7 separate regions of the Mus musculus genome follow, and all the other regions are linked to region 7. The links are chromatin contacts, called in public Micro-C and promoter capture Hi-C maps. All regions are on one chromosome and are shown on one strand. Each heading gives the region's core, a stretch centred on a gene start, on an enhancer-like site or on the middle of the called end of the contact. The rest is flanking DNA. Distances are from core to core; before and after follow the strand shown.

Evidence for each region. Promoter capture Hi-C pulls out the DNA fragments that hold promoters and counts their contacts. Hi-C and Micro-C count contacts between places; a contact is called where the count stands out from the background.
Region 1: a promoter capture Hi-C map of liver shows a contact between it and region 7. The contact joins the promoter of Sowahb here to the promoter of Ccdc158 in region 7. A contact is called at or near these places in 16 of 39 promoter capture datasets (the 3T3-L1 cell line, the HPC-7 cell line, HPC-7-derived erythroid cells and 9 more), 6 of 484 Hi-C or Micro-C datasets (the HL-1 cell line, embryonic stem cells and nephron progenitors), 4 of 115 datasets of contacts at active chromatin or transcription factors (embryonic forebrain, embryonic stem cells and stem cell-derived neural progenitor cells) and 2 of 9 other capture datasets (embryonic stem cells and pancreatic islet).
Region 2: a contact with region 7 is called in a Micro-C map of granulosa cells, with 2.1 times the contacts expected there. The contact joins the enhancer-like site here to the promoter of Ccdc158 in region 7. A contact is called at or near these places in 25 of 39 promoter capture datasets (the 3T3-L1 cell line, 3T3-L1-derived adipocytes, the C10 cell line and 15 more), 5 of 15 datasets of contacts at CTCF or cohesin (embryonic stem cells, large pre-B cells, pro-B cells and 1 more), 33 of 484 Hi-C or Micro-C datasets (the G1E-ER4 cell line, the HL-1 cell line, Th1 cells and 7 more), 11 of 115 datasets of contacts at active chromatin or transcription factors (embryonic hindbrain, embryonic limb bud, embryonic stem cells and 1 more) and 5 of 9 other capture datasets (adipose tissue, embryonic stem cells, embryonic tail and 2 more).
Region 3: a promoter capture Hi-C map of embryonic stem cells shows a contact between it and region 7. The contact joins the promoter of Art3 here to the promoter of Ccdc158 in region 7. A contact is called at or near these places in 9 of 39 promoter capture datasets (cranial neural crest, embryonic stem cells, liver and 4 more), 1 of 484 Hi-C or Micro-C datasets (B cells), 3 of 115 datasets of contacts at active chromatin or transcription factors (all in embryonic stem cells) and 3 of 9 other capture datasets (adipose tissue, macrophages and pancreatic islet).
Region 4: a promoter capture Hi-C map of liver shows a contact between it and region 7. The contact joins the enhancer-like site here to the promoter of Ccdc158 in region 7. A contact is called at or near these places in 16 of 39 promoter capture datasets (the 3T3-L1 cell line, 3T3-L1-derived adipocytes, the C10 cell line and 9 more), 1 of 484 Hi-C or Micro-C datasets (embryonic stem cells), 6 of 115 datasets of contacts at active chromatin or transcription factors (embryonic basal ganglia, embryonic stem cells, epiblast stem cells and 1 more) and 2 of 9 other capture datasets (adipose tissue and embryonic stem cells).
Region 5: a promoter capture Hi-C map of second pharyngeal arch cranial neural crest shows a contact between it and region 7. The contact joins the enhancer-like site here to the promoter of Ccdc158 in region 7. A contact is called at or near these places in 11 of 39 promoter capture datasets (3T3-L1-derived adipocytes, the SN4741 cell line, cranial neural crest and 5 more), 6 of 115 datasets of contacts at active chromatin or transcription factors (embryonic basal ganglia, embryonic forebrain, embryonic hindbrain and 3 more) and 3 of 9 other capture datasets (embryonic stem cells, embryonic tail and embryonic trunk).
Region 6: a contact with region 7 is called in a promoter capture Hi-C map of liver, with 3 times the contacts expected there. The contact joins the enhancer-like site here to the promoter of Ccdc158 in region 7. A contact is called at or near these places in 13 of 39 promoter capture datasets (3T3-L1-derived adipocytes, the HPC-7 cell line, HPC-7-derived erythroid cells and 7 more) and 1 of 9 other capture datasets (liver).

What each region holds. Positions count from the first base shown.
Region 1 is chr5:93,043,172-93,046,427 of GRCm38.p6, forward strand. It overlaps Sowahb (sosondowah ankyrin repeat domain family member B), which reads right to left and starts at 1,851. Exons shown (of 1, transcript NM_175270.4): 1 at 1-1,851. The coding sequence starts at 1,687.
Region 2 is chr5:92,982,143-92,985,611 of GRCm38.p6, forward strand. No RefSeq gene overlaps it. Among named protein-coding and RNA genes, the nearest start is that of Gm36764, 25 kb to the right of the region's middle. Within about 2 kb of position 1,774, at least 32 of the 459 cell types and tissues checked have an H3K27ac peak or open chromatin away from gene starts, as enhancers often do. A contact at or near this core is called in granulosa cells, where this site is marked.
Region 3 is chr5:92,385,551-92,388,957 of GRCm38.p6, forward strand. Art3 (ADP-ribosyltransferase 3) reads left to right here and starts at 1,337. Exons shown (of 10, transcript NM_001370591.1): 1 at 1,337-1,441; 2 at 2,584-2,661. The coding sequence starts at 2,593.
Region 4 is chr5:93,014,629-93,018,087 of GRCm38.p6, forward strand. No RefSeq gene overlaps it. Among named protein-coding and RNA genes, the nearest start is that of Gm25521, 3.2 kb to the left of the region's middle. Within about 2 kb of position 1,758, at least 4 of the 459 cell types and tissues checked have an H3K27ac peak or open chromatin away from gene starts, as enhancers often do. A contact at or near this core is called in liver, where this site is marked.
Region 5 is chr5:93,122,855-93,126,126 of GRCm38.p6, forward strand. All of the region lies in intron 1 of Septin11 (septin 11), which reads left to right. Among named protein-coding and RNA genes, the nearest start is that of Septin11, 31 kb to the left of the region's middle. Within about 2 kb of position 1,662, at least 39 of the 459 cell types and tissues checked have an H3K27ac peak or open chromatin away from gene starts, as enhancers often do. A contact at or near this core is called in second pharyngeal arch cranial neural crest, where this site is marked.
Region 6 is chr5:93,059,539-93,063,190 of GRCm38.p6, forward strand. No RefSeq gene overlaps it. Among named protein-coding and RNA genes, the nearest start is that of Gm22915, 12 kb to the right of the region's middle. Within about 2 kb of position 1,768, at least 8 of the 459 cell types and tissues checked have an H3K27ac peak or open chromatin away from gene starts, as enhancers often do.
Region 7 is chr5:92,673,719-92,676,902 of GRCm38.p6, forward strand. Ccdc158 (coiled-coil domain containing 158) reads right to left here and starts at 1,409. Exons shown (of 25, transcript NM_001360018.1): 1 at 1,340-1,409.

The sequences.
Region 1 (3,256 bases), core at 601-3,100, 370 kb after region 7:
TGGTGTCTAGAGGGACAAGGGGGGACCTGTGCTCAGAAGGTCTGTGGGGTATCAAGGCTGCAGATCCATCCCTGCTTGGGATCCATGAAGAGTGTGGCTGACTGGCCACAGCATTAGCATCTGCCAATTTCTGTACCAAAACAGCATCCACCCTTGGGCTGGGCAGGGCTCCTGCCTTGGAAGGTTTCCTGGACCGAGGTGGGCGCCGACTCCTTTTCCACAAGTCCTCATCAGGATGCTCCTCGTCTGAGGAAGAAGGAGATTTGGTTCTTCCTGTTCGAGAGCTCCTCCTGACAGACCTTCGGAACTTGAGGGCAGGGAAGGGCTCTTGGGGGTGGTCTCCAAGGCTTTTAGCCACTGTTGGGACCTTCCGAAAACTGGGCGCATTCCCTCTATATCCGAGGTCCCGCCGGATCAGGCAAGGGCTGTCGTTTGGTGGCAAAAACAGATCCTCAACTGGATCCCTGAGCTCCCCCCAGGAGGAAGTTCTCAAGACAGGTTGCAGCCCCTCTTCGGGGGTTCCGGGAGATTCTTTGGGTCCACTGCTGCTCTCCTCACTTCCATGGCTCTCTTGCTCCACAAAGTCATTCAGATCCTGGAGGGACAGCTGACAACGAATGCTTCGAAAGACGGTAGATGGAGCGTTCCCTGGCCAGGATTCTGAGGACTCATCGAGAACCACGGGAAGGAGAGAATGAAAAGACAGAGCGGGCTCTGGCAGCGCCGAGCTGGTCTCCGAGACCCCAAAGGCGGTTTCTGAAGGTAGCTGGAGGAAGTTGTCTGGCAACACCGACCAGGCGCGAGTGGGCGCCTGGATCTCGGGCTCAGGCACCTGCAGGTATCTGGCTACCCACTCTTGAGTGCGCTGGTGCTGTTGCTGCAGCTGCTGGGTTGAATGGTTCGGGGAGCCGGCGGTAAACAGCTCCAGTGGCTCTCTGGAGGGCGCCGGGTGGGGCGGGAGAGCAGGCGGGGACGTCGGGCTGCCAGCAGCCTCGACGGCGGTCGGAGGCCAGACAGGCGGTACAGATCCAGGCGCGTGCTCGGCGGCCTCTCCTTCCCTCAGCCACCCCGGAGCTCCGAGGTCATCCCGGGCAGGTGCAGCGCGCTCCGGCTTCTCGCAGGCGACTGCAGGGTCTCCGAGATCTTCTGGCAGCGGCTGTCCGGTGGACTGTCCCCAGCCGTTCTGCTGGCACTCCCAGCAGCAGCGTCCTCGCGTCCCCACAGCCGCACACCTGCCTCTGGCTTGAGCAGCCTCTGGCTCCGGTGTCCTCTGGTTCGGGCTGTCCTCCGGGCTGGGGTCTGGCCCGGCCACCTTCTGCGCGCTGCCACCTACGTCCACCTGGGTCCCCGCACCTGCCGGCGGCTTCTGCGGCTCCGGGTCACGGCGGCGGTGGCCCCGCGGCTTTCCATCTACAGGGCCCGGTCGCTGCAGGCCCTCCTCCCCCAGTAGGTCCCTGTACCTCCTCTTGAGCACCACGTACTTGGTGCCGTCGGGGTCCTGGCGCACTGCGGCCACCGAGTTCACGAAGCCCTTGAAGCGCTCGCGACGCTCCTGCAGCTGGCCTGGAGACACGTGAGGGTCGCGCAGGAAGCTCTTGAAGTGGCTCAGCAGCTCTGCGTTACGCACTCGGCCCCCGGCCTGGCACAGAAAGTCCAGCAGTGCCTCCTGGCTCAGCTCTCCGGCCATCGCTGCTGGGTCCTTAGTCCCTGGGGCGGCTGCGTCTCGAGCTCCCAGCGCACTTCCCCTTCGACCGAAACCCAGGCCTGGAGAGTGTCACCTGCGCCCAGGGTGGCGCCACCCGCCTCCATCAGCCGCGGAGGCCGGCGCCGCCCGCATCCCCAGGGCGCTCCAGGAGGGCCGAGGGTCCCTAGGGGCGGGTGCCCAGGCAGAGTCCCCGCGCGCAACCCTGGTGGCAGGGGGCGGCTCCTGGGCCGCCCCTGAACGACGCTGGCCTGTCGCAGCGAGTCCCCGCAGCGAAAGTTCCCGGGATAGGTCGGAGTCGGTTTCACCTGCGCTCTGGCTACGCCTCCTCCTGGGCTCTGGGGGAAGGGCTCAGCCCGCCTCCAGTACCTCCGCCTTCTGAAGTATCCCCCAACCCCCGCCACCCGTCCGGGGTGAGTCAGGCTGGTCACAGTCGCGGGCAGCGTGGGAGGTGAGGCCGAGGGCGAACTGAGCCGGAGGGGAACAGCTCTCCCGGGCGCGCAGCTACCCCGAGGCCTGGGAGATGTCAGGCAGGTAGGCGACTGGCTGTCCCTCAGAGTGCCCGCCAGGCTAGAAACTAAAGCAGAGGGAGGTCGACTAGGTCCCTCTCTCCCCGCGGCACGAGTTACAGCTAGAGTCTTCACGGGTCAGGGTCCAATAGATTGGCTCCCCGCTGTTTCTCTTTATTAGCTCGGTCTGGGGAGGGGCTCGGGGTTCCCAATTGCAGAATCCGGCGGGATCCGGAAAAAAAAAACCCACCGAGATCCAAACCAAATCTCTTTTAGTTTGTCGATAACAAGATACTGAGAAGGCGGCTCCCAGGACATTCTCTTCAAGGAGTTCAGACACACCTGCCTAAGTCTGTACTGAGAGCGAAATCACTCTGAAAGCTACAGACGAAGGTTGGGTTTTGCCTTTCATTTTCCGGCATCATTGTCTTATATTACAATGCTCAGTGCCAGAGGTGTTGGGGGAGGATTCGCTATCAGAGAGGTCATTTCCTAGGAAGCCAAAATCCAGAGGAATTATCTCCTTAGCTAAGGTATTTGATACCCAGAGTTATTTTTTTTTAATTTAGTCTAAGATTTGTGAAGAGAAGAGATTCGCTCCATCTGTTTCATGTTGACTTCTTTGTGAAGTCTTTGCTTTGAGAATGCAAGTTTTCCTCCACACATTTAAAATGTTGAAATCGCGACGAGGATTTGATTCCACCCCAGGAAAGGGGACGCTAGACTCTCTTGGTCTGTTGAAGGGCTGCTGAGTCCACCCTGATTCAAGTTTTTCTTTAGCCCCCTTTGAAGAGGGAAGAGTTAAGCCACAGCAGCACACTTCATCCATAAAGCCCTACATTTCTGTCTGGTCTGGGTGACTCTCTTTCTTCTTTATCTTGAGTTGATTTGCATACTGTCAACAGTACCTATCTCTTGTAGCCTCAAGCCCCTTTGTCTTCTGCACAGCCTCGTTGCAGCCTTCCCTCCCCACCTTCCCTAACAGCCACCCCAAATGTCTGTGTCTCTGCAGCCTCCCATGACTGCCACGTTTCTAGCGATAAAT
Region 2 (3,469 bases), core at 524-3,023, 310 kb after region 7:
AGGGCTGGGGCTATAACCAATGGCAGAGAACATGTCTGACATGTAAGAGGGCCTAGCTGAAGTTCCCAAGACTGCAAGGACAAGAGAGAAAAAGACATAGACTGCTGATACAACCTATATGCATGAGTAAAGGCACATTAAACAAAATTGAGATAGATGATTGATAGATGGTAGATAGATAGATGATGATTAATGATAGATAGATAGATAGTCCCAGAGACTAAACCACAAACCAAAGAATACACATGGAGAGACTCATGGCTTCAGCCGCATATGTAGCAGAGAATGGCCTTGTCGGGCATCAGTGGGAAGAGAGGTCCTTGGTCCTGTGAGGGCTCAATGATCCAGTGTAGGGGAATGCCAGGACCAGGAAGTGGGAGTGGGTGGGTTGGTGAGCAGGGGAAGGGATAGAGGGAAGGGATAGGGGGAGGGGGTTTTCAGAGGGGAAACCAGGAAAGGGGATAACATTTGAAATGTAAATAAAATATCCAATTAAAAAAGAAAAAAAAGACAGATGATAGATTGATGATAGATAGATAGGAAGGAAGGAAGGAAGGAAGGAAGGAAGGAAGGAAGGAAGGAAGGAAGAATAAATAAATCTGGGGCTGGAGAGATGGTTTAACAGTAAAGAGCACTTGCTGCTCTTGCAGAGGACCTGGGTTCAATTCTAGCACCCACATGACAGCTGGCAACTGTTCCTAACTTTAGAGGATCTGGTGCCCTCTTCTGGCCTTTGAGGGAATCAAACATGCAAGGTGCTTCAAAAATAATGCTGAGTCTTGTGTGTGTCTTTCACACAAGAGTAATGAGTCTTGTGTGAGTCTTTCACACAAGAGTAATGAGACTGTGTGATGTCCTTTGTAAATCAAATGTATGGTAGAAAAACCCAGAATTGTCTGTGGGGCAACTGGGCAAGGAGTAGGTGGGAACACTGTAGGGTAGATCCTGTGTTGGGGGGGGCATGGGGGGATTGATTGTTCTGCACCTTGGTAGGGGCTCCTCAGAACTCATGGAAGGACTGGGGTGTAGCCATGGGAGAACAACTGTTTTAGCACAATGGAGTCCCGAGCTCAACCCCCAAGAGCAAATATCTCAAGGAACACAAGATGTGCATTTTACTACTATCATGCAAATGTTGTATCATGTGAAAGAAAACCATAAGAAATGTCCCTAATATCATCCATGCTGAAGTATTTCACAGGGATAAAGTATTTAAACTGCCTAAAAATCTAAAAAGAGAGAAGTATGGATGGGTATTATAGCAAATATAATAAAATGTGTAGAGTAAATCTATATTATGACTAATACAGCTGTTGTAAAACTTCTTCCAGCTTCATGTACATTTGAATCTTTTTTCATTAGAAATGTTTTTGGGAAAATTGAGAGCATACACTCAAGAGATGTGTTTCTCACTGCATCTAAATGCCACGTGAAAGCAGAACAAAAGCTTAACCCTAACCAAACACTGAACTCTGTTTTTCCTAATGGCAGGCTGCTGAGGAATTAAGGAAATAACCTCTATTTCTTGAAAGTGCATCCATAATTGAAAACAACTGATGGTTGGGTGGAGTAGAGGGCTCTCCATCCCCGCTGTATTAATGCTAAAACAAGACAATGAAATGCTGAAGAGACTAGACACTGAGTCCATGTGTTGTCATACAATATTCGGTTACTTCTGGCATGTCTGTGATATGTTATATGCTTCCTAGTATGTTGTGGGAACCTCGGTGAGAGGGGAACGGCCTCCACATCTGTACAGAAAGTGGAAAAAACAAACACTGGGAATATGTAACAGCTGACCTCAGAGGACAATGACAACGTGGCAGGGGAGGACATTCTCTCTCTCCCTCCTGCTTGACCTCCAAGTTGAAGTCTACCTTTTCTTCTTTTTTTTAAAGATTTATTTTATGTGCATGAATGTTTTGCCTACTTGTGTGCATGTGCACTCTGTGCAAGCCCAATTCTCTCAAAGGCCAGAAGAGGGCGCCAGATCATCTGTTGTTAGGGACAGTTGCCAGCTGCCACATGGGTGCTGGAACCAAACCCAGATCCTTTGCAAGAGCAGCAAGTGCTCTTTACTGGTAAGCCATCTCTCCAGCCCCCAGTTCTATCTCTATCTCTGTCTCTATATCTCTATTAGTTAGGGTTTTACTGCTGTGAAGAGACACCATAACCAAGGCAACTCTTATAAAGGACAACATTTAATTGGGGCTGGCTTACAGGTTCAGAGGTTCAGTCCATTATCATCAAGGCAGGAGCATGGCAGCATCCAGGCAGACATGGTGCAGGAGGAGCTGAGAGTTCTACATCTTCATCTGAAGGCTGCTAGTGGAAGACTGACTTTCAGGCACCTAGGAGAGGGGCTTAAAGCCCATGCTCACAGTGACACACCTATTCCAACAAGGCCACACCTCCAAATAGTGCCACTCCCTGGCCAAGCATATTCAAACTCTCTCTCTCTCTCTCTCTCTCTCTCTCACACACACACACACACACACACACACACACACACACACACACACACACATCAAGCTATCAATCACCTATCTTATAAATTTATTTAATGTGTGTTTCCTCATGCATATATACTCTCACATGTGTGAGAGTGCTGAAGTCAAGAGGGAGCAGCTTGCAGGAGTGAGCTCTCTCCTACTCCAGGTCCTGGGGAATCACACTCCTGTGGTCGGGCTTAGCTGCAAGTCCTTTTACCCACTGACCCATCTTGCAAGCTTTAAATTCCATCCTTAGAGAGTCATTCCTTTAATTCTGAGTCATGTTGAAACTCCAGTAGTTGATCACACTTGGGCAAGCTGTGCCTAATCAACTCTGTTTTGTGCCTGATTGCTCAAGTGTGCACTCCTGTCTCTGCCCCCAACCCAAATCTGATTCTGAACAAAGATACCAGAACAAAGTGGCCCCTTTGTGTCCACACACAGCCTCTGCATCCTGAAGACAGTAGAGAAGATTGATGCAACCAAAACTGAAACTCTGGCTATTGCATAGTATTGAACCATGGTGACCAAAACACAGCCGAACTTTGAGGGTGTCCTGCTGTCAACTACCTGCAAATAAAAGCAAAGACACCCCAGGCTCCACACAAGGTTCCTAACAATTCCACAAGTCCCAAGGGAAATGCTCCCCAAATTCTGAAGTCCTTAGACCCCATCTCCTTTGCATCATTCCATTTCACCCCCATTCCAAAATGACTCCTCTATTTACAACATAGGTTTGTAACTAGACAGCCCACTCAAACCCAAAGTTACCAGAATCCTGTGTCTTAGTCAGACCATCTATGAAATGGGCACAATATTCATAGACTTATGTTGAAGAGCAGGTGATTTTATATATTAAACAATAGATGGTCCCTGACTGGTCTATTAAGCAATAGACTTCCTGACTTCATGGTGGTGCAATGTGCACTCAGTAGAACACACACTTTGACTTTGGCCTTTCCCTGGGCTGGGCTTTC
Region 3 (3,407 bases), core at 87-2,586, 290 kb before region 7:
CACATAGAAATCAGAAGCCAAGAGGGTCCCTGGAGCTCACTTGCCACCCAGCCTAGCAAAGTCATTTTAGGTTCAGTGAGGAACCCTGTCTCAGAAAACGAAATGGAAAAAACACTGTGACCAAAAGCAACCTGGGGTCATCTTGTTCATCTCTAAGGGAGGTTAGAGCGAGAACTCAAGCAGGGCAGGAACCTAGAGGCAGGAACTGATGCAGAGGCCATGAAAGAGGGCTGCTTACCAGTTTCCTCATGGCTTGCTCAGTCGGCTTTCATTGTGGGACCACACCCACAATGAGCTGGATCTTCCCCAACCAATGAATTGTACTAGGCTAATGGGATCTCTCTCTCATTCTCTCTCTCTCTCTCTCTCTCTCTCTCTCTCTCTCTCTCTCTCTCTCTCATAGATTTGTTTATATGACTACACTTTAGCTGTCTTCAGACACACCAGAAGAGGGCATCAGATCCCATTAGGAATGAATGGTTGTGAGCCACCATGTGATTTGCTGGGAATTGAACTCAGGACCTCTGGAAGAGCAGTCAGTGCTCTTAACCTCTGAGCCATCTCTCCAGCCCAGGGGGCCAGGGGTGGGGGGTGTGTTTTCTCAATTGAGGTGCCCTCTTGCCAAATGACTCTAGCTGGCATCAAGGCGACAGAAAACCAGCCAGCATCTGTCCTTGTTCAAAGAGTGTTCTAGATGCTGGCATCCCCAGCTTCCTTCCTGCCAGTGTTCTCGGTTGGACTTTCATTGGCCTTCGTTTATCCTGAGCAGTTGTTACCTGATTGGGTCTGGGGACACACACATAGTAGTGACTGCCAAACCAGCTTCAGTACTGTGCTCAGCTTGTTTGTGTGTCTCAGTGCCTGGCGCAGTACCTGAACCGCAGTCAGCTGGTTGAGTGGTGATAACCATCACTGTTGACAGTGTTTAACAAGTGAGCCCCCTTGCTGTGGGTGTCATCTAATAGAGGACAGTCCAGCCTTCCCTCTAGCATATGAGTGTCAAAGGCTCAGTTGTTGGGAACTGACCACCCCGCCACCCTACCCACCCAGTCCCATTCCCCCAACTACACACACACACACACACACACACACACACACACACACACACACTGCTCCAAAGGAGTCCAGGGCTGGGTTCAGAACTGAGCATGCTCTGTGGCGGGGGACATTGCTGTGGATTCACAGACCTCTTGGAGACTTAGTGTTAACAGCAGTGGTTCCAGGGCAGAGTGTGGCGACCGACCGGATATAAATAGCAGGGCAGAAGTTGACTAATGAGCCACTGCCAAGCTACCACTAGGGGTGTTATAAAAAGAAAAGCATTCCCAGGCAGCTCACTGTCAACAACATCCTATCCTGGAGGGAAGTTCTCCACAGCAGAGTGGGAATCCGGTGTGAGACAGGGCATCATTTAAACTTCCTGCAGAGGCACAAACGCCAGGTAAACATTTTGATTTATTTGCACCCAAACTGCAGAAAGGAAGACCAGGGAAACCCTGGCCCACGGCTGGCTTGGCACGTGCTGCCCATGGGTATTCCTTAGACTTTTTGAGAGGGAAGTTTGACACAGAGTAGCATCTTAAAATAACTACAGATATTTTAATAGCTTTAGATAAAAGGACTGCTTTTGAAGACAGGAACCTGGGACCTGGATGGATTACAACAAGAAAGACTGCCCTTCCTTCCCCTATGCTGTTTATTATCTCATTCAGAATCCAGATGATGATGTTTGGTTAAAAAAAAATACAGGAAAATAGAGGCTTCATTTGAGTTACAGCAATGGCAGCAGCTTTGCTGGAGCATTATGTATGTGAGAGACCGGAGGCTAACAACCTGTGTCACTGGTTGAGTCGGTTAATGGCTCCGGATAGCTTCAGCCAGTGAGGATTCTTGCCCTCCTGTCTATCCCTTACGCTGCCACAAATACCGGAATGGGTATTGGGCGCCCAGCCAGGACAATGATAGAATCTTGTTAGAATCACTGCCTTCGAAGGGCTCCTGAGTCTGTTCCTATCGTCAGGACATTCCACACTGGCTCGACCTCTGGCTTGTGTTGATTGTGAAGAGTTGGAGGAGGGAGGTCACCTCAGGCGAACAGCTTTGTACTGCTGCTGACCTCATGTCTCCGCTCCCACCCAAGTGGGCATGCTCTAACTTGCAAAGCGAACGGAAGAGCGGAAGCTTCACATGGGAAAGTTTCTAGACCATTCTTAGAAACTGGGAGTGAGAATGAGAGCATGGTGGTTTTAGTTTGTGTTGTTTCCTGTGAGTGCTCAGGGGACATTTAGAGATTGGGAGGAAAAGGTCTCTCTGGAGGGAGAGGTCTGTCTAGAGTTATGTGGAAGTAGACTTGGAAGCACTAAAGTTCTCTGCAGTTTTGCATTGACATCTCTAGAACAAACTGTTAGACACCTGGATAACATTGAATGCCTCTTATAGTCATAGGAATGTATTTGATAATCACTGCGACTATCACAATATCTATCCAGAATGAAAAAATATGCAACATCACCTTATCCAGTTCCGTTTCCCTAAACCCTCTTTGTTAAGTTTACTGAATTAACGTTTTTCATTCTAATCCAGACGTGAAAAATGAAGATGGGACATTTTGAAATGGTCACCACGCTGCTGGCAGCCGCAGTTCTAATGGACATCTTCCAGGTAATGAAGGGAACGGGAAGCATGCTCGCTCCCTGGGCTGGGAACCCTGTAACACAGCCTGAGGCATCTCTGCAGACTGAGAGGAGCCAGAATAGGCAAATGAACTTGTTGGAAGCAGCTTTTCCTTTATTTTGCAGGTTACACATGTGGTAAGTGTAGAAAATTTAAATTAAGCAAAGAAGACAGAAAAATTCAACCACAAACTCCCTCACTCAAAGGGATCAACTCTTGGGGGATTGTGTAGATAGCCTAGGTGGTTTCTCTCTCTTTGTGTATAATTTAATTAAAAATATGGTACTTTTAACCTTGCCTACAGCTAATACTACACGGCATTTCCATGTAAATAAATATTCTGGCCATATCGTGTGTTCTCCAGATAATGCCAGTGTTGATTCCATGTTTGTTATATAAACTAAGTAACGGCTATTCCCTGGTTTATCTTTTTACTGGCAGAAATTTTATCGTGTTATTTGCAGTTCAATATTTAAAAGCAGTAAACATACTTTATGAGTGGCCTGAAACAGGTATCTCACTTGCCTTCTTTAAGCTGCCTTAAGAAAACATTGCATCCAGTTTTAGAGGTTTGATCCACCTTCTAGACTCTAGAATTCTAATGCAACAGCATCCTATACCCTGTGGCTTGCACATTGTGTTGTTGGTTCTTTTACTTAAGACATATAATTGAGATACCCTTAAAACATTTCTCAGCACATACCTTATTGGTTTATAGCGTCCTTCCGATGCTG
Region 4 (3,459 bases), core at 508-3,007, 340 kb after region 7:
ATAAGAGCCGGGCGTGGTGGTGCATGACTTTAATCCCAGCACTCGGGAGGCAGAGGCAGGCAGATTTCTGAGTTCAAGGCCAGCCTGGTCTACAAAGTGAGTTCCAGGACAGCCAGGGCTATACAGAGAAACCCTGTCTCAACCCCCTCCCCCACAAAAGATACATGTACGTAAAATGAATATGCTTTATATGTGTTTCTTAGTTTCTTTTCTACTACTGTGATAAGACACCATGATCAGGGCAATGTATAAGAAGCCATTTAATTTGGGGCTTATGGTTCCAAAGTGTAGTAGAGTTCATGACCATGAGGGCAGAGAGCATGGCAATATGCAGGCACGGGGCTGGAGTAGCAGCTGAAAACTTACATTTGACCTATGAACACAGGCAGGGAAGCAGGGAACCATGAACTGATTGGGAAAGGCATAGGTTTTTTAAACCTCAAAGCCCAGCCCCCAGTTGCACACCTCATCCAATGAGGCCACACCTCCTAATCCTTCCCATACAGTGCCAGAACCAGAGGACCAAGCATTCACACATATAAGCCTATGGAGGCCACTCTCACTCAAGTCACCACTATATGAATCACATTTTAAGGGATGTATATATGTATATATGTGGGTATGTGTGTCTATATCAGATATGTTTGTCTGTTTTACACATTTGGAATCCTATGGAAACTACCTGACTTCTACAGTCTGATAACCTGTTTTTCCTTAGTGATGCTTTATGAACATTTTCTCTTGAGACAGGGTTTCTCTGCATAGCCATGATTGTCCTGGAACTCAGTCTGTAGACCAAGCTGGCCTTGAACTCACAGAGATTCTCCTGCCTCTGCCACCTGAGTGTGCGATTAAAGGCATGTGCCACCACTGCCCAGCTTTCAATGTAAACATTCTAAAGATAAACATGCTTTTATTTTTCATTGTGGAAAATATCAACTGTATCCCCAAATATGAACAATATCATAGTAAACCCCATGAATTCATCACTTGAGTTAAAATTATTAATCATTAAATATAATTAAGATACATACATATACATATATGATTACACTATAGTTGTCTTCAGACACACCAGAAGAGGGCATCAGATCCCATTACAGATGGTTGTGAGCTACCATGTGGTTGCTGGGAATTGAACTCAGGACCTCTGGAAGAGCAGTCAAGGCTCTTAATCACCAAGCCACCTCTCCAGTCCTTTAAATATAATTTTAATGACTCATATTCTAATGCACAAGTCTCACTTTGTGCATTAACCGATTTTATGGTAAGGAAAATTCACATTGATTTTCATTATCATAAATGACTGGAAGATAAGATCTGTCTGCATAGTTCTTTGTGTAACTATAAGATTGCATCAGGATAAGTTCTTACAAGTACAGTTACTTGACATAAGAAGGTGAGCATTTGTTATTTGTTGCCAAAGCTTGCTGTGTAACCATGTATCATATCCGACTATTATACTACCCTGTCCAACAGCAGTTATTCCTTAAACACACATTTGCCTGTTAGATGGGTCAAGTGACACACTAGCATGCTTGCTCTGCCACCACTCACTGTCACTCAAGTTCCATGCAAGAAGAGAGACCAACCATACCAGAGAGCTTTCCTGGGAGCTAAAAATCAAAATGAAACCAGAGAACATGTCCTTTATTTCACACACTTCTCCTATCTTACAAAAACACACCCTACCTACCTATCCCCACTCAGGTGATAAGGTACCTAGCATTTGTTCCCACCTTAAAAAGCCAGAATGTTTTATTTGACAACATTAGAGGCAGCTAGTAAATCTGGAAAAGGTTGCATCAGCCCCTGTCTGGGGTGAGAGCAAAGAACTGGATCAAAGGATTTGGAAATGCTTTAAAAAAAAAAAAAGATTGATTGATTGATTGTACATGAGTACACTGTACCTGTACAGATGGTTGTGAGCCTTCATGTGGTTGTTGGGAATTGAGTTTAGGACCTCTACTCTGGTCAACTCCACTTGCTCTGGCCCAAAGATTTATTTATTATTATAAATATAAATAAGTACCAGAAGAGGGCACCAGATTTCATTATGGGTGGTTGAGAGCCACCATGTGGTCACTGGGATTTGAACTCACGACCTTTGAAAGAGCAGTCAGTGCTCTTACATGCTGAACCATCTCACCAGCTCCAAAATGCCTTTCTGTGGGGAGCGGGTGCAGCAGTAGTCCTAAAATGGCGCCCAGGACTGCAGCCAAGTCTTATGACTTGCACCTGACTTCCTCATACACTGGAAAATAAGCCATGTCCATCGTGAGAGCTGCGCAGACGCACCATGACGCAAGATCAGGCCATTTGACGAAGGCCAATGAACTGAGATTACGCGGACTGGTCTGATGGGGCGTGGTTGAGGGGTTATATAAGGGATTGCGATTGGGGGCTAGAGGGAGATTCCTGCTTGCATGTTGAAAGGTTCCTGAATAAACTGCTTTGAGAAGAACGCTGTGTTGTCGCTCTTTTCTGCTGGTTGGAGACAGAAGGGACACCTTTCTATGTTCTTCATTAGTGTCCAGACTTTCACAGTTGGCAACATAATATCCACTTTTAGCTAAGTAAGGAGCTTCAGGACACAGGAAGGCTTCTGACATAACTAAAACTCCCTTAAAATTTCGCTCCCCATTCTCCCAGCTGGAGTCAAGAAGAAGATGTGTAAGGATGGCAAATCAGTCCAACACTGGACAGTAGCATCCAGAGAATGAAGGGCAAGGAGTGGCTACAGGGACAGAGTCCAAAGGGACATCTGGGTATTGGTGCACAAGCTTACACCCTCCTGGAAGGTTAACCTCACAAGGACAGACTTCTTATCTTTTGCAGGGCTGGGGAGATAGGTCAGTGGTTAAGAGCACTTGCTGCTCTTGAAAAAAACCCAGGTTTTGTTTCCCTGATCAACATGGTGCTTGCAAAGCCTCTGTAACAGCAGTTCTGAGGATCTGATGCCCTCTTCCAGTCGCTCTGGGCATCAGGCACACAGGTGGCACACGCAAATAAATGAAGGCAAAATATTCACACACATAAAATAAAAATAGTTTGAACTTTGGTCTTTTTGTGTGTGTATCCCAAGGTAAGAAAACAAAAAGCAAACCATAGCATATTATAGAATATGTGCTTAGTAAATATTCATTGGGTGGATTCATTAAAGCAGAAGATTGTAGGCTTATAGCCAGAGACATTGTTATATGTTATCCTTAAAGGCCAGAAGAGGGTGTCAGATCCTCTGGAACTAAATTCTAGGCAGCTGGAAGCTATGCGATGTGTCTGCTGACAATGGAAGTGTCCCCTGCCAAGCCAGGAATCACTCTTAACCACGAGCAATCTCTTCAGCACCCGTACTTAAAAGAATTTTATGAAAAAACAAAACAAACAAAACAAAACCCAAAAAGCAAGATGGAATCAAGTTTTCATAGTCCCTCCATTTCTTCACAGTGATCTGAATGT
Region 5 (3,272 bases), core at 412-2,911, 450 kb after region 7:
ATGAGACTAAAGGCCAGAGGGATGATAGTAAATGTTTTGAGTAGTCCGTACCTCAGGTGGATACTTCACTGCTACCATGAGGCCCTGGGTTCAATCTGTAGTATTTCCAACATGATGGTGATGGTGGTGGTTGTGATGATGATGGTGATTGTGGTGATGGTGATGATGGTGGTGAAGCTGACTGCAGGGTCAGCACTGGAAAGCCTTGGGAGATTTTTGGCTGTGGAGCACAGTGGTGGACCTAGCTTCCTTCTTGTGCCTATTTGTTTTGCGTGAGGTAGGCCCAGCTACACAGTCTCGTGTGGACTGAGGTGGAAGAGTCCAGTATTCTAAAGGAAGTGTTTGGTGGGAGAGGAATGGAAAGTGTGGGAAAAGGCTCGAGAGAATGACGGCTGATTTTCACTGGCAAGCTTATACCATGTTATGTAAATGTGTGATTTGAAATTTATTTAAAGTTGGTTTTAAAATATGCTTCCATTTTTTGCACTGCTCTTATGGGAAAATATTAATGCTTAAGTTAGATGACACCTGGATGCGATTTCCAAAGCCTGGGCAAGTTCTTGTAAGGGCTCCGGGGATGGATTGCAGGCAGATAAACGCAGTTCTGTGTTGGTTCCCTAGTGGCTGTCCCCTTGAACTTTGTTCCCAATTGTGAGCGGCAGGAAAGTGCATGTAAAAGAATGTGAGTGAATTAAAATGGCTGCAGAAATGGGAGCCTAGGTAAATAAATTATCAACTGAAACAACTTAAAAGAAACACCACTAAGCCCAGGCTAGCCCAAGCTAGCCCAGGCTGTAGGAACATAAGTGTTCATGGGAGTAAAATATTACTAGCAACAAAATTTTTCTTTTTTTCTTTTAAATTTATTATTATTGTGCATATGTGTGTACTTGATGGGAGAACACGAGTGTAAGTCATGGAGTTGGTTCTTTCCTTCTGTCTTTACATGGGTCCTGGGAATTGAACCCAGGTCAATAGGCTTCTGTGGCAAGTGACTTTATCTACTGAACCATCTTGTCAACCCTATAGGTTTGTTTTTTTTTTTTTATGTAAGCTCAGAATTGTATAATAATGTTCCATCAGCAAACCTGTGTTTGTGTGTGTTTGTGTGTGTGCACGCGCCTGTCTGTCCGTGTGCATGCCTGTATGCACCAAGTAGTGAACATCCTTCTCTCCTCCTCCAACAGAATGTGGGAATGACTCTGGACCTCCCTTCTTTTCTTTTTCTTTATTAACTTGATGAGGTGGCGGTTTCTTCCATGTGGGAGGTAGGAGTCTGGATAGTTGTTCTCCTTACTGCCCAGAGGGGCTTGGCCACACCTCTGTGCTGTTCATCCGTGGGGTCTGGTGGAAGCAGAGGATGTGATAGGAATTTCCCTGCTTAGCCATGTGGTTTGCATCAGTCTGCTTATTGACCTCGCCCTTTTCTTTCCTCTCTGCCACTGCTTGCTCTTGCTTCACTCAAGAGAAGAGAGGCACCTTGGTGAGCTTGCGTGAGTGAGAGTGAGCATGGTTGCCACAAGCTGCTCCATCACTTACAAGTTATAATTTTTACTCCTTTTTAGCTTTTGTTTGTTTTTGGGGGATCAGGGCCACGTGTAGCTCAGATTGGCCTTGAACTCACATTCCTCTTGCCTCAGCCTCTGGAGGCCTGAGATTATTTGTGTGCACTCTCATCCCAGCCCCCAGCTTTCTGTGTGTGGGCACAGTAAGGAACCCATTCCAGCAACAGCTGTGGGCCCTCCTCAGCTTCGCTGCTCTCTTCCTGCCTGCTGGGACCCTGCCCTTAGCATGCACTGTTCTCTCCATCTAAGCTGCCTGGGGTCTGTGGAGTATGACTAGGAGCCTTCGAAGTCCTCCGTCTCAGAGGAGAGTGCAATACTCCCAGTGCTCTACTACGGTCAGCATATATCTGTGCTACTCTTGTTTATAAAAGGCTACTGAGAACTGGCTTTAGAGACTCCCTAGGGCTGCTGATTCCATGGTGACAAGGATTTTGCTGCGCTTGTTTGTTACTTACTCCTTACACAACAGTCGGGGGCCGAGCATTGGAGGAGTCCTTACTAAAGCATATGTCTAGAGCGGTCACATACTGGTTTTCTCCCACTTTTCAAAGCCCCATTTACACTTGACCCCTATCGTATGCTTGATGCAGTTCAGTCCATACCAATCGCTGTGGGTCCTCTCCCTGTATCCTACCTTGTATTCTGTTGGGCAAGGCAGGTTGTATAGACTTTGTGACGATGTACTCTCTGCCATTCACTGTCTGTAAACATATAGCCTTTTTTTTTTAAATAGGTGGTTTGTATTATAGTAGGTAAAGTTCAAAGTAAGATGAGTAAGAAACACTGGATTCCTGAATTTGGGAGACACGTGGCTAGTCGGTAGTGGTGCACTCCTTTAATTCCAGCACTCTGGAGGCAGATGCAGGTGGATCTCTGTGAGTTCAAGGCCAGCCTCATCTACAGAGTGAGTTCCAGGACAGGCAGGGCTACACAGAAAAACTCTGTTTTGAAACAAACAAAAACCAAGAAATACTCTTCTGGGACGTCGACAAGTATGAAAATGTAGTGTACTGTTAGTTTACAGATATGGTGGGCATCTGTAAGGAATATATAAATATAAGGAAGTGAGAGACGCTCACTGAAGAATGTGGTGTTCTGCTTACAGGATGCACAGGTGCCATGTGGGGCGCTGCAGAAGTGGGTATCCTTTGAGAAGATCTGATTTTAATTGTGCAGTGTAAGGTGTGAGTGTTGGGAATCGGGTAAAACTGGTTTAGACTCTGGCTTTGCCATTTAAGTGAGTTTGGTTTCCCCATCTGTGAAATAGAGGTCCAAACCATCCGCTTCACAGGGAATGAAGCAGATTTTTCTTAAGGGCTGGATCTGCCTGTAGCCGTGACTGTTCCTTGCCTGAGGAAGGAGGATTCCACTGACACCCTGAAGGGTGGATGGTGTGGCAGCCTCGGAGATCCTGCTGGCCTTTGCTAGTGCGTTTAAGTTCTGGCGTAGTAGAAAATGGTGTATGGCTTTCTGTGCCTCGTTCAAGGGAAATGTTGGACCTTCTCTTTTTGCTTCTTTGGTTAGTTAAAAAAACATGGGGCCAGAAAGATGGCTCAACTAACTGTTAGAGCACCGAACTCCGGTTCGGTCCCCACCACCCACATGGCAACTCACAATCACCTGTAACTCCAGTTCCAGGGGAGCCAACCACCTCTCTGGCCTCTTTGAGAACCAGACACACACAGGATGCCAATGCATATGCGCAGG
Region 6 (3,652 bases), core at 518-3,017, 390 kb after region 7:
TAGCCCTGGCTGTCCTGGAACTCACTTTGTAGACCAGGCTGGCCCCGAACTCAGAAATCCACCTGCCTCTGCCTCCCGAGTGCTGGGATTAAAGGTGTGCACCACCACGCCTGGCCTGTCTTCTATCTCTTGTATTCTGTTGGTGATACTTGGTTGCATCTATGACTTTTGATCTCTTTCCTAGGTTTTCTACCTCCAGGGTTTTCTCCCTTTGTGATTTTTTTTACTGTTTCTATTTCCATTTTTAGATGCTGGAAGGTTTTGTTCAATTCCTTCACCTGTTTGGTTGTGTTCTCCTGTATTTCTTTAAGGGAGTTATTTATGTCCTTCTTAAAGTCCCCTATCAACATCATGAGATGTGATTTTAAATCAGAGTCTTGCTATTCTGGTGTGTTGGAGTATCCAGGGCTCACTGTGGTGGGAGAACTGGTTTCTGATGATGCCAAGTAGCCTTGGTTTGTGTTGCTTATGTTCTTGTCCTTGCCTCTCACCATCTGGTTATCTCTGGTGTTAGCTGGTCTTGCTGCCTCTGCCTGTGGCTTGTCCCTCCTGCAAGCCTATGTGTCAGTACTCCTGAGAGACCAGTTTTCTCTGGGAGAAATTTGGGTAAGGAGAGCTGTGGCATGGCGTGCAGACAGAAATGGGAAGGATCCTGTCCCTGGCTGTTCCTTGGTTCCTGTATCCTGAGGTCTCTGAGCGGCTCCATCGGAGCAGAAGTGATGGTCTTACCTATGCTCACAAGCTTGTCCACACTCCTCAGAGACTCACTCTCTCCCAGCGGTATTTGGGTATGGAGTGCTTTGTCTCAGGATCTGCTCTGGGTGCTGTGGCACAGGATCAGCTCCAAGCTTATGATATAACAAAACCATCTATCTCTATTTAGTCTTGGTCTCTGGTTTCTCCTAAAAACCTTGCAAATTCTGTAGTAACAGGTGTGTCCTTGGTCATTCCTAATGTCTTTTGAACATGTTCTAATTTAGTGACTCAGAATAGACCTTTAGGTGGGCTCAGCAAGGTGCTAGTCACACCAGGAAGATGGAGAACATGACTAGAGGGCTGGAGATGTCAACTCCCATTAACTAGCTGCTTTTCTTGTCACTGTGACAAAACACCTGACGGTTTCAGGAGACAGAGTTCATCTGGGCGAATGGAGTGTACTTGTCAGAACTTGTGGGAGCCTTAGGTGGTATCTCCTCTGTAAGCTTAGATTTCTTTCAAAACTACTTTTAATAAGGCTTCTTAAATGATTTAACCTCCCTTCTAGTCCACCACCCACCAGAGGTAGTGGAAAAGAAAGGTTATTAGGATATGGGGGAAGTAGACCTGTTTAGAAATTGTTCTTTGGCGCAAATCCCATCTACATTGTCAGGAAATCAGCAGTTCAATTCATAAGATTCAGCGTCAGTGGCTTGATCCACTCACAAACACTTCACGGATATACCCAGCAGTGCAGTTCAGTAGTGTTGAGATAGCAAACAGGAATCAGCAGCGGTGGCATGACCTAGCAGAAACAGCCAGGCCTCAGCCAAATTGGCATGACTCAGCAGGAGGGATTATACTAGGAGAAGTTCTTTGCTGTGCCTCTCTCTGTGCCTATGTGTCAGTACTCCTGAGAGATCAGTTTTCTCTGGGAGAAATTTGGGTAAGGAGAGCTGTGGCACAGGATGCAGACAGAAATGGGAAGGATCCTGTCCCTGGCTGTTCCTTGGTTCCTGTATCCAAGGAACCAAGTGAAGCTAAGTAAAGACTTGAGATCAAGAAGCATTGCAAAGCTAGATATCCAAGCTTCCGCACGGTCCACTGAATCCTAGTTATAGTCCCTTCAAACATCAGGTGTCCTCCATGGGTCTTGCCTTAGCAAGCCTGTCTTAGCAAAACTCCACATGAGTCTCTATCAGCTAACAGTTGGCTCAAGTCCACAGAAGCAGCAAGAACACCACCAGAGGTTTGTTGTTGTTGTTGTTGTTGTTGTTGTTGTTGTTTTCTTGTGCGTTTCTCTCTATGGAATCACAAAAAACAGAGTCCAGTAATACAAATGTAAGGCAAACCAATACATGCATGTAATTAGCAAAGGATCCATCACACATCTTTTGATGTGCTTGCTTTAGCAAAACATCATCCTACACAACTGACTTTCCAATGAAACCAGAAGTTTCTACTTCACTGCTACTCACATTTTAGTGGATTAGAAAGCAAAGAAATGGGCCAGAAGCAGAACCAAACCCAAGACCCATTCGCAAGAAGCCTAAGTCCACAGCTAGGTCCCTAGCTCCAAATGTTCCATAACCTTCCAAACCAACAAGCACCACCAGCCAGAGGCCAAATGTCCCAAGACATGAGTCTGCAGTGACATTTCAGTGACATTATAACATCTCCTTCCAATTCTAGGGAAGAAAGTGGGGCCAGAGAATGAATTGAGTCACATGATTAATAGTTATCCCAGTTGATTACATGTGACATGGGAGGGGGCACACACCAAGGACAGAGCTCCCACCTCTGTGGAAAGCCTTTTGGGGTACCGCTTGGCAGGAGTCTGACACTGGCTAAGGACAAAGAACTAGGCTTCAGGCAAGATTTTGGGCTTGGACGAGGAAGCGGGCTCAAGTATTTTGGTTATTATGACAAGCCTTCCCCCCAACTCCCGCCCCCACAGACAGGGTTTCTCTGTATAGTCCTGGAACTCACTTGGTAGACCAGGCTGGCTTTGGACTCAGAAATCTGCCTGTCTCTGCTTCCTGAGTGCTGGGATTAAAGGCGTGCGTCTATGACAAGCCCTTTTAAACAACTGTCATGGGAGTAATCATTTGCTGCTTTGTTAGTTCCTTATTGTACTGCTTGCCCAAAATACTTGCATGTAATTAAAATTGTATAAAAAGTGGATTGGAAAATAAAAATTTGCCTTCAGTCTCAGAATTGACTGGGGTCACGCTACAATGTTGTCTAACTGTCTTTTTTCTTTTTAATCCTCACTCCCACATGGGAGAACCTGTTGATTGAGTGGGCTTGGTCACACCTCTCCTTCAGACTTCACCCAAATCATCTTTAATATGAGACTGCTTCCAAAGCTGGGCATGGTGCATTTACCTGTTATCCCAGCAGAGGTAGGGGAGCAAAAGTTCCTGCCTAACCTCCTCTATATAACACGTTTATGTCCAGCCTGGGCTACAAGATTCCCTGTCTCAGAATAACAACAACAACAACAACAGCAGCAACAGTAAGAGAAACCAAGGAAACAACAGCACAAGTCAAACATGTGGCTGTTTTGTTGTTGTTGTTTTGAGACAGGGTTTCTCTGTGTATCCCTGGCTGTCCTGGAACTCACTCTGTAGACCAGGCTGGCCTCAAACTCAGAAATTCGCCTGCCTCATGTGGCTATTTTTCAGTTGTATCATTTACAATAGGATGGTGCTCAGCACATGTAGGATCCAGTGAGTGAGTTAGTCCTCAATCCTGAAGCAGAGTCTCCGGAACCCCGAGTTGATAGCCACACTGATTAGTAAGCACCATGGATCACCCCTAGGATTACCCAGGCTGGTGTCTACCATGTGGGTCCTGACCTGTGTGGCCTGTGCAACCCACAGGTACTGTGAGAACTGAGTGTAATTACTGGGCACCCAACTAGTGCAGAGGAAGTAATGAAGCAAACTGGGGC
Region 7 (3,184 bases), core at 159-2,658:
AAGGCCATACAGTTAACCCCATGCCCTCTGGGGATAGGTGGTTTCGAAAAAGGCCCTTTTAAATGGATGCTATAGGTTTGTTTGTTTTTGTATTTTAAGTCAGGGTCTCTCTACATAGCCCTGGCTGGCCTGGAGCTCTCTATGGAGACCTCACAGAGATCTGCCTGCCTCTGCCTCCTGAGTGCTAGAATTCAAGGTGTGCACCACCACACCAGCTTTAGATTCTAGAGTTTTAAAGTGGATCACTCTAATACAGAAGAACAGAGTCACCCCCGAAACTAAAACAGCAAGCAAAGGCCTTGTAGATACATCAAATAAATCTTTAACAACTACATTTAGAGGGTAAACAGCCTCTAAATGTAGTTCACACTCAACTAAAATGAATAGATAACTGTATTAAAATTTAAAATATGGGACTGGAATGATGGCTAGGCCTTAGAGCACTTGCTGCCAGTGTCCAGGTCCCAGCACCTGCATGGCTGCTCAAAACCTTCTGTAAGTCCAGTTCCAGGGAATCCCACAACCCCTTCTAGCCACCACAGGCATCAGGCACCCACATGGTGCCCTTACACACAGGCAGGCAAAATACTAAATTAACATAAAATAAAAATACATCTTTAAAAAAATGAAAAACGTGGCACAGAGGTTGGCATTTCAGATCTCTGCCTCAACTTTCCCACTCCCATAGACCATAGGTATACACACATTAGCAGCCCTGTCTAACTCACCCTCTGGGAAGATTCAACACTCTGGACCTTTTTTTCTTATGTAGTTATCAGCCAAAACACACCGAGGAACAGCCCACACCACTTACTTGTTTTCTGCATTCCCGTGACCTTAAAGCCAACCTGACATTTAACAGGAGCAATGCCTAGGACCGCTCAATTGGGGACTTCTGCAAGTGTTGTGGGAAAGGAGGCTGTTGCTGAGGTGGAAAGTCTAGGACCTGAAGTGGATTATCAAGAGGCTACAGTCACACAGTCTCATGTGGGACGAAATACTGGTGACAGCCCGAGACTCCACTGTCTGTCCCCACAGTTTCCCATCTCTTCCAGAGATTCCCAGGAGCCAGGCCGGAACAAAAGTGAGCAGGGAGCAGTCCTGTTGGACTCAAAGAATTCTGCAAGTGACTCTGCAGTCACGAAGACCCAGGTTTCCCGCCACTGCCCCTGGAGAACAGGGACAGTGTACAAAGTGGAAAACAGCTGTACAAAGTGATTGGGCTGCTTCCACGTGTGACCATAAGGCCATGGAAAGTTCCAGAAGGAACAGGAGTCGATCCAGGTCCTCAAGGAGAACGACCCTTCCCTGTACCCCGAGGCGCACTCCGTCCGCATACCTGCTAACAACACCTAGCCCTAAGAGACCGGCCGCATGTCCGCGGGGGCCGCGGCCGCACCTGCGAGACCCTGTCGGCTCTCACTGCACCCGAGACCGCGACCCCGCGCAGCTACCTTACCACGGCACCCGACCGGCCACCTCGAGGCCTCGAGCTCCCTGCTTCTGCGGAGCGCAAGCCCGGTCTGACGGTTGGCGGCGAGGAACTTAGGGAGAAAGGGGGCGGGGTGTGAGGGAAGGGCGGGGCGTAAGGAGGGCGGGGCGTGAGAGAAGCCGGAAGGCTGAGGTACGAGAAAAGGCGGGGCGTGAGGAGGAGGGCTGGACCGGAGAGGGGAGAGGGGAGAGGGGAGGCTGAGGCAGAAGAAGAGGGGCGGGGCCTGAGAGAGCGCTGCCCGTGAGGGGGCGGGGCAGGCAGCCTGTAAGACCACGCCCCCGGACTGCTACGTGCTCCCCGCTCCCCTACCCCGTCGCCAAGGCAACCAGGGAGGCCCAACAAGCCACATTTCTTCGCTTACTACTGCCCTGCAACCCGGCTCCTTATCTAGCCTCACTCTCCTGTCGTCCTCACAAAGACCCCACAAAGATCCTCCCAGCTACCAAATGGCACAGATCCTCTCTGTTACCAGCGCTCAGAGAGAGGGGCAGGCTGACATCCTTATTCACATGTGCAGTCTACTCCCCCTAACCCACCCCACCCCTGCCTGTTCAAGCTAACAGAATAACTTGCATTTTGCAGCTCGCCTGTGCTTAGCCTGTGCTTTTAAGTTGCACTTCCGTCCGGACTGTTTTTTCAGGTTCAGAGTTCTTCGGATAACTGACCTTTCTGCCTTCGGAGAGCTGTTTCCTCTTCTGTGCTTCGGTTACTCTGTCGTTATAACGACTATACACTCAGACTCCAGCGTGCTGTTCAAATTAGCATCCCAAAGAAAGAGTTCCAAAGAGGCGGAAGATGAGAGATACAACCTGTAGCGTTTGTTATTGTTTTGAAGACAGAGACTCCCTACGTAGCCTAGGGTGGCCACAAACTTGGAATCCTTCTGCCTCTTAGACTATGCTCTTACAGAAGTGTATAGATCAACTTTTGCTTTGTGATGTTGGATTCTGTTAACTATCAAGGTTAAGTAGTACAACACATATACAGTGTATAAATTGACTATAAATATCAAACACTTTTATGTAATGCAGTTACAAATTGTAACCTTTTATGAAGTACCATTGAAGACTTTTGTCATACCGCTTACTGCCTTGGAAACAACTAGGACTATAGCGTCAAGTACATAAACAGGAAATTATAATCACTAAGCAGGACGATAAATGGCTAGCCTCTGTGACTAGACTGAAAACAAGTTCCAATTAGTTTCCTTTAAACCTTTTCATTTCTATCAAAACATAAGTGTGTTCTTTTGGCATAAAACATTTTAATTACCTAACACGTGACTCTTATTGCTGTCTCATTTTGTGTGTGTTTGTACCCTGAATAAAGTTTTTTCTTCTCTTGATCGGGCTATGTGACTTAGGAAGCCTCAGCCTAAATGTGGGTCCTAGCCCAGTTAGGAGGGGTGGAAGGGAAACCTTCCAAAGGTGAGTTTGTGGTTGTCCCTACCATCCTTTGTTACCATCAGAACCCAGTTTCTTTAGCCTTCCCATGTGGACTGAAGACCAGGGGCTCCCCACACCTCCTGTACCAGCCTAGGATTGCTAAGGCACCCAGCCTTATACACTAACTAGGTCCTGGGTTTTCAGCCTCTTCAGAGGGATACAGACCTTACTGTGAAAGGTGAAGTAGTAAAGCCTAAATATGCATTCACTCTGTTCCTCTAGAGAGCATTAACTATAGTAGGGGTGC